2 separate regions of the Ovis aries genome follow, and region 1 is linked to region 2. The links are chromatin contacts, called in public Hi-C maps. All regions are on one chromosome and are shown on one strand. The core of a region is the stretch at or near the end of the contact, and the rest is flanking DNA. Distances in the headings are between cores, read along the strand shown. Region 1 holds the start of MMP24OS (MMP24 opposite strand). Region 2 holds the start of ACSS2 (acyl-CoA synthetase short chain family member 2).

Region 1 (2,700 bases), core at 192-2,691, 350 kb after region 2:
ACTCCTCAGGTTGGTGCTCTCACTTCGCGAAAGCTCTAGGCCCCCCAGGCTCCCCACTGGCTCCTGGTACTACTGAGGTCAGCTGAGAAAGAGCAGGAGATGGAGGCAGGCAGCCCAGGCTGCAGATGTGAGGGACGCAGGGCCAGGCCCAGAGAGGGCTCAGCCTGGAGGTTTCCAGTCATGGATTCTCCTGCCTTGGGGTCATCTGTTTGTCCATCAACCCAGGACAGGGCAGACAGACAGAGGGGCAAAGCACTGGGGACCCCAGAGCCCAGCTTCCCCACAGTCTGGGGAACATCACAGCATTTCAGTGTCAGTCACATTTTAAACTGATCAGCCTTTGTATAATGTTTTTTAAATCATTTCTAAATAAAACAAAAATACAGAGTGTGTCATTTCCCTGGGCTGTCGGAACAGGGATCAGGTTCTGAGTGGCCTGAAGAAGCTTCTGGGAGACAGGATGCTTGGGGTGTCTGGGAGCTGCCCAACGCATCTCATCTGCCAGCCCCCAAAATCAGATGCCCTCTCTCTCCAAAAGGCTGGCCCTGGAGGCCCTCTGTAACTGGGTTCCCAGGGATACAACCGGATAATGCCAGGGTGGCCACCCAAGATGGCACCTCTCCCAGGAGAGGTATGGATGGGCAGGGTCACTGCGGCAAGGTCTTTTCTGAAGTCAAAACACAAGGTGCTATGACCAGGACAAAAGCAAGAGCCCAGTTCTTGGTGATAGCGAAAAATGAGGTGAGGTGAGGTCAGTAGCCTTGGGGTCTTCTTACCAAGAGTCCTGACCTGGTTCTGGAAGCCAGTGACGAGAAGGCTGCCCCAGGACCCAGACGGCCAGAGAAACTGTGGGGTGGGCAAGAACACGAAAATCTGAGCTAGTCTGGGTGCAGGCTAAGGAGCGAACAAATCCAGGGTAGCGGGAGGGGCCAGAGGAAAGACAGCGCCCCCGGGCGAGGCTGCAGAGGCGGCTTCCTTCCAGTTCCCCTCGACTCCCCGACTCTCCGAGCGCCTCCAGGGTGGGCGAAGGTGGGGAGACAAGGGCCCGACCAGGAGAAGCGAACTGGACGACAGGAGGCGGCGGGCGCTAACTGCGGAGGGCGGCGAGTCAGTACCAGGAGGTGCAGGCGATGAGGAAGCGCACGTCGTCCAGCGGCCCCCAGGGGCTGGGCTCTGGCCGGGGCCGAGCAGGGTCCTCCGGCGCCGCAGGCTGGGGTTGGGGATGCGGCTGGGGCTGCGGCGGCTCCGTGGAGCCCTGGCCACCGCTCAGCTGAGCGCCCATGTTCTGCAGGAGGACAGGCCCGTCAGGTGCGGGGCCGGCTGCACACCACCCCTGCCCCGCCCCACCCCTCTGGGGCCCGCCCCTCACCTCGCAACGCCGGAGCCGCGGGTCGGAACCGTCCCAGCGCGGGTCTGCGCTCGCCGCTCGCCAGCGAGGCACCGTCCGGAGGCACTGGCGTCCTGACGTCACGGCGCACGAACCACGCCCCCTAAGCGCCTGGGAAGGTTTCAGGGCGCAGGGGCGGGGCCCAGCATACCCGACCCCACCCACCAACAACCGGCCACGCCTGCCCCCAAGTCCCGGAGCCCCGCCCCACTCGCAACTCGGAGATCCGCCCCAACTACCCACGCCTCTTCAAGCCTGGCGCCACACGCACCGAAGAGTCTGAGGCTGTCCAGGGCACCTAGCAGCCAGGCCAACAACCTCCATCCACCACTGCGGGTCAAGGAGGACAATGCTGCCCTGTGGCCAGGTGCCCCAAAGCCCGTCAGGATCCTCATACTGGCGTACGGGAGAGCTGAAACAGACTTATTCTTTGAAGCCAAAACAATAAGGCTGAAGTCATGTGGGAAACGGTAGTATAATGGAGTGTTTCTTTCTCTTGCCCTGGGATGAAGCTAATGATGGGGGGGCATGTAAAACTAAGGGGTGTGTGCATCCTACTCCACCTTCCCCCTGGAACAATGATGAGGGGGCTGAGTACACGTTGAAATCCCCAAATAACACATTCAGAATGGCCAGAGGAAGTTGTCCTTTAATGGGGTGGCACAGACAACAGAGCTCTCAGCCAGAAGCCATAGGACCTGCCAGCCAGCATGACGTGGCACATTTCTGCAGTAACTATAGATTCAGGAGATGGGCACAGATGAAGAAAGGCTGGGCATACAGCCACGAGTCCAGGTGAGTTCTCTGCCACTGCCCTGCCAGCATTCAGGACAGACTGGGTGGAACACTGAGAGGGAGCCAAAGTCCGAGCCGGGACCAGTATGGAAGGTGACTCAGGTGAGGCTGGAGAGAGAGAAAGGAGTGTTGTCAGTAGGTGTCAGGTGCTTGAGCGTGGAGGGTGAGGGTGCCCTCCACCCTCACCCCAGGACCTCTGCTCCAGCTCTGCCCTGAAGAGCCCCTTGCAGATTCCACCACTGCCACAAGTAACAATCCAGTCCAGGACTCTCAGTGCTTAAAAAGGAACAGTAACTCCTTCTCCACTCAAGCAGGTGAACTCAAAATAACTTATTCAAATTGCTAATCATGATCAGAGCCTCACAGGTCAAGTCCAACAGACCAAATCAGACAAGGGAAGGGTGGGGGATGCTCAGAGAGGGAAGAGACACGACTAGATCACAAATCCTCTAGTGGCAAGACTGGAGCCAGAACATTCTTCCTGGAGGTGATAATCATTTGCATGATTGTAAAAGCCT
Region 2 (2,700 bases), core at 126-2,625:
CAGGAGGAGAAGGGGATGACAGAGGATGAGATGGTTGGATGGCATCACTGACTCAGTGAACATGAGTTTGAGCAAGCTCCAGAAGTTGGTGGTGGACAGGGAGGTCTGGCATGCTATAGTCTATGGGGTCACAAAGAGTTGGACATGACTAAGCGACTGAACTGAATTGAATTTAGGATGTGCTGGGCATGAGATTAGTTGGACGAAGAACAAGAGAGCAGGTGGGAAGGGAGGCTGGGTCAGATGGGGTTCTGCGTAGGCTTCAGGAAGTGGGGGCTGCCTGCTTCCAGGCCTCAGAATCACTCTTGGAGTTAGGTACTTAAGGATCCTGCTTGACATGATGGCTGTTCTGTAAGCGGATGGGTGGGAGTGGGCCCTTCTTGGTGGTGAGTGCAGAGAGATGGAGGGTCCTGGCTGGTCCCTCCTTTCTGGAGTGGAAGGCATAGAGGGAAGCTGGAGGTATTTGAGCCCAGGTGTCTCTTGATGAAGTAAGAGACTGGGAGGGAAAGAAGGGTGTGACTGATTTCTTCTATTTGCCTAGACTATTTCACAAGCCTCAGCTTCAGCCAGATAAGGTGGTAAAAACTTCTGGAGGCAGGAGATCTAGGTTTGGGCCAAGTTATGGTCTTTTTTTCTGGGACTTTGTACAAAGTCCTCCCTTTCCCTGAGTCTACAATTTATGCAATGAAATGGGTTTATTAGCAAAGACTTGAGGCGCCTCCTAGTCTTAACTTAATGAATCTTCGCGTTTTAGGTCTGGATGGAAATTTGTGGAAGCAAGGAAAGTAAAGAACTCTCCTTAGGAGTGGAAGAAAATCTGAGTTTCCTCAGGGTAGCGGTTAGTTCCCAGAGCGAAAGTGTGTCACCCGGAAAGGACCCTACTCCACCTGGCTTTTCTACTCGGTAGGGTGACAGGCTTGTGCAATCAGATCGCGGGGCGGCTCCTCGATGGGCCTGACCAAACTCCGTTCGTTAGCCCAGCTCTTTCCTGCTCATGCCCCGCCCTAACTCAACTCTGCATCTGTAACTCCAAGACCCCACCCCACCCTGGTCACTCCATGGTCCTGCCTCCTCTCCTGTCACATCCAGCCTTGCCACTCCCGGTCACTCCACGGGCCCACCCTCTCTCCTGTCACGCCTGGCCCCTCCCGTTCTGCTTTCCCGCTGAGGCTCCACCCCTTCCGCAAGTAAGCTCCGCCCCATACCCCAAGCAATGCTCAACTTTGGCCTATGGGTTTCTTTGCTAGACCTGGTGCCAACACCACCAGGCACGGCTCCGCCCCTCTGGGCCTCTCCCTCTTGCACCTGCCTAAGCCCCGCCCCGCGCCCCGCCCCCAGGCCCCGCCCCTTCTTAAGGCCCCGCCCCTCGGTCGGCCTGTTTTCAGCGCCTGGGCGCCAGCTGCTACCGCCAAGGCGGCTATAGTGTTCGGAACTTGAGGTGATGGGACTTCCCGAAGAGCGGAGCCGGAGCGGCAGCGGGAGCGGGGCCCGGGAGGAGGCTAGGGCCCGGAACCCGGTGCGGAGCTGGTCTCCTCCGCCCGAGGTCAGCCGTTCGGCGCACGTCCCCTCGCTGCAGCGCTACCGCGAGCTGCACCGGCGCTCCTTGGAGGAGCCGAGAGGTGAGGCAGGGCCCGGGCGGGCCTGAGGGACGTCAGCTAGAAGAGAAGTGGGGGTTCACAGGAGAGGGAGTAATTAGGGGTGTTCCGTCGGGAAATGGAGGTTCCGTGAGGAGATGGAGGTTCCCTTGGGAAACTGGGGAGTTGGTAAGGAGATAGAGGTTCTGTTATGGAAGAATAGCGGTTCTTTAAGGAGATGGAAAAGGGGTTCCGGGAGGAGGGGGGTTCTCTGAGGCGAAGGAGGAAATGTCGTTCTGTAGGAAATGAGCGTCTCCTAGAAGTTGGGGGGTTCCTTTGCGACTTGGGGGTTTCGCAGGTTCTGTGAACGTCTGAAAATGTGAAAATGTCCTGAGAAGACAGTTCCTCATATGAACAGTCGGGCTCTTAGGTGCCAGGAGCGCCTTGAAAGGAGGCGGGCCACGAAGAGAACTTTCTTTACCGCTTTTCAGCCCAGCTCAGCCGAGTGCCTCCTGACACCTTTCGCCTGTGAGTTAGTCTCCACTGCTGAGGGGCACTCGAGTCCCATCCTGCCAATCCCCAAGTTAGTAATGGAGATCTATTTTTAGTATTTCAGAAATCTCGATGAAGACTACCATGTAAGACTGAACAAGTCACTAAAATATTGTCTTTAAAATAAAAAAAAATTAGGGCTGGGATTATAATAACTCCGTAATTCTGATAGGTAGTGCCATGTCTTTGAGACTCAAGCTGGGTAAGGGGTCACAGATGTAGCTGAATTGGAAGGCGGTATGATGCTGGCAGTGGGACATGCATGAACAATCTGGATTTAGATCTTGGCTCTGCCACTCATTTGCTCTTTGGTCTTGAGATTTTAAAACCTGTCTGAAATTCCTTTTCTTTATCTATAAAATAGAGGTAATAATACCTACCTTGAAGATTTGTTTGAGGGCTAAAATGAGTAGTAAGTGAAGTGTGCATTACAGAGTGCCTAATGCACAGCAGCTTTCACTAAATAGTGGTTAGTCTGATACCCATAAGAGCAATGGGGATGAAGCAACTGTTTAGTAAGCAAGATAAGATTAAATCAGGTGTAGAGCCGTTGATTGCTGCAGGCAATGTCCAA

The links. Hi-C and Micro-C count contacts between places; a contact is called where the count stands out from the background.
Region 1: a contact with region 2 is called in a Hi-C map of liver, with 2.4 times the contacts expected there. The contact joins the promoter of MMP24OS here to the promoter of ACSS2 in region 2. A contact is called at or near these places in 2 of 16 Hi-C or Micro-C datasets (liver and tail adipose tissue).

What each region holds. Positions count from the first base shown.
Region 1 is chr13:64,533,382-64,536,081 of ARS-UI_Ramb_v3.0, forward strand. MMP24OS (MMP24 opposite strand) reads right to left here and starts at 1,442. Exons shown (of 2, transcript XM_027977122.3): 1 at 1,370-1,442; 2 at 336-1,285. The coding sequence starts at 1,282. The coding sequence ends at 1,109. MMP24 (matrix metallopeptidase 24) reads left to right here. Exons shown (of 10, transcript XM_027977120.2): 10 at 1-390. EIF6 (eukaryotic translation initiation factor 6) reads right to left here. Exons shown (of 6, transcript NM_001162563.1): 6 at 2,281-2,290. The coding sequence ends at 2,281.
Region 2 is chr13:64,179,928-64,182,627 of ARS-UI_Ramb_v3.0, forward strand. ACSS2 (acyl-CoA synthetase short chain family member 2) reads left to right here and starts at 1,376. Exons shown (of 19, transcript XM_004014514.5): 1 at 1,376-1,619. The coding sequence starts at 1,442.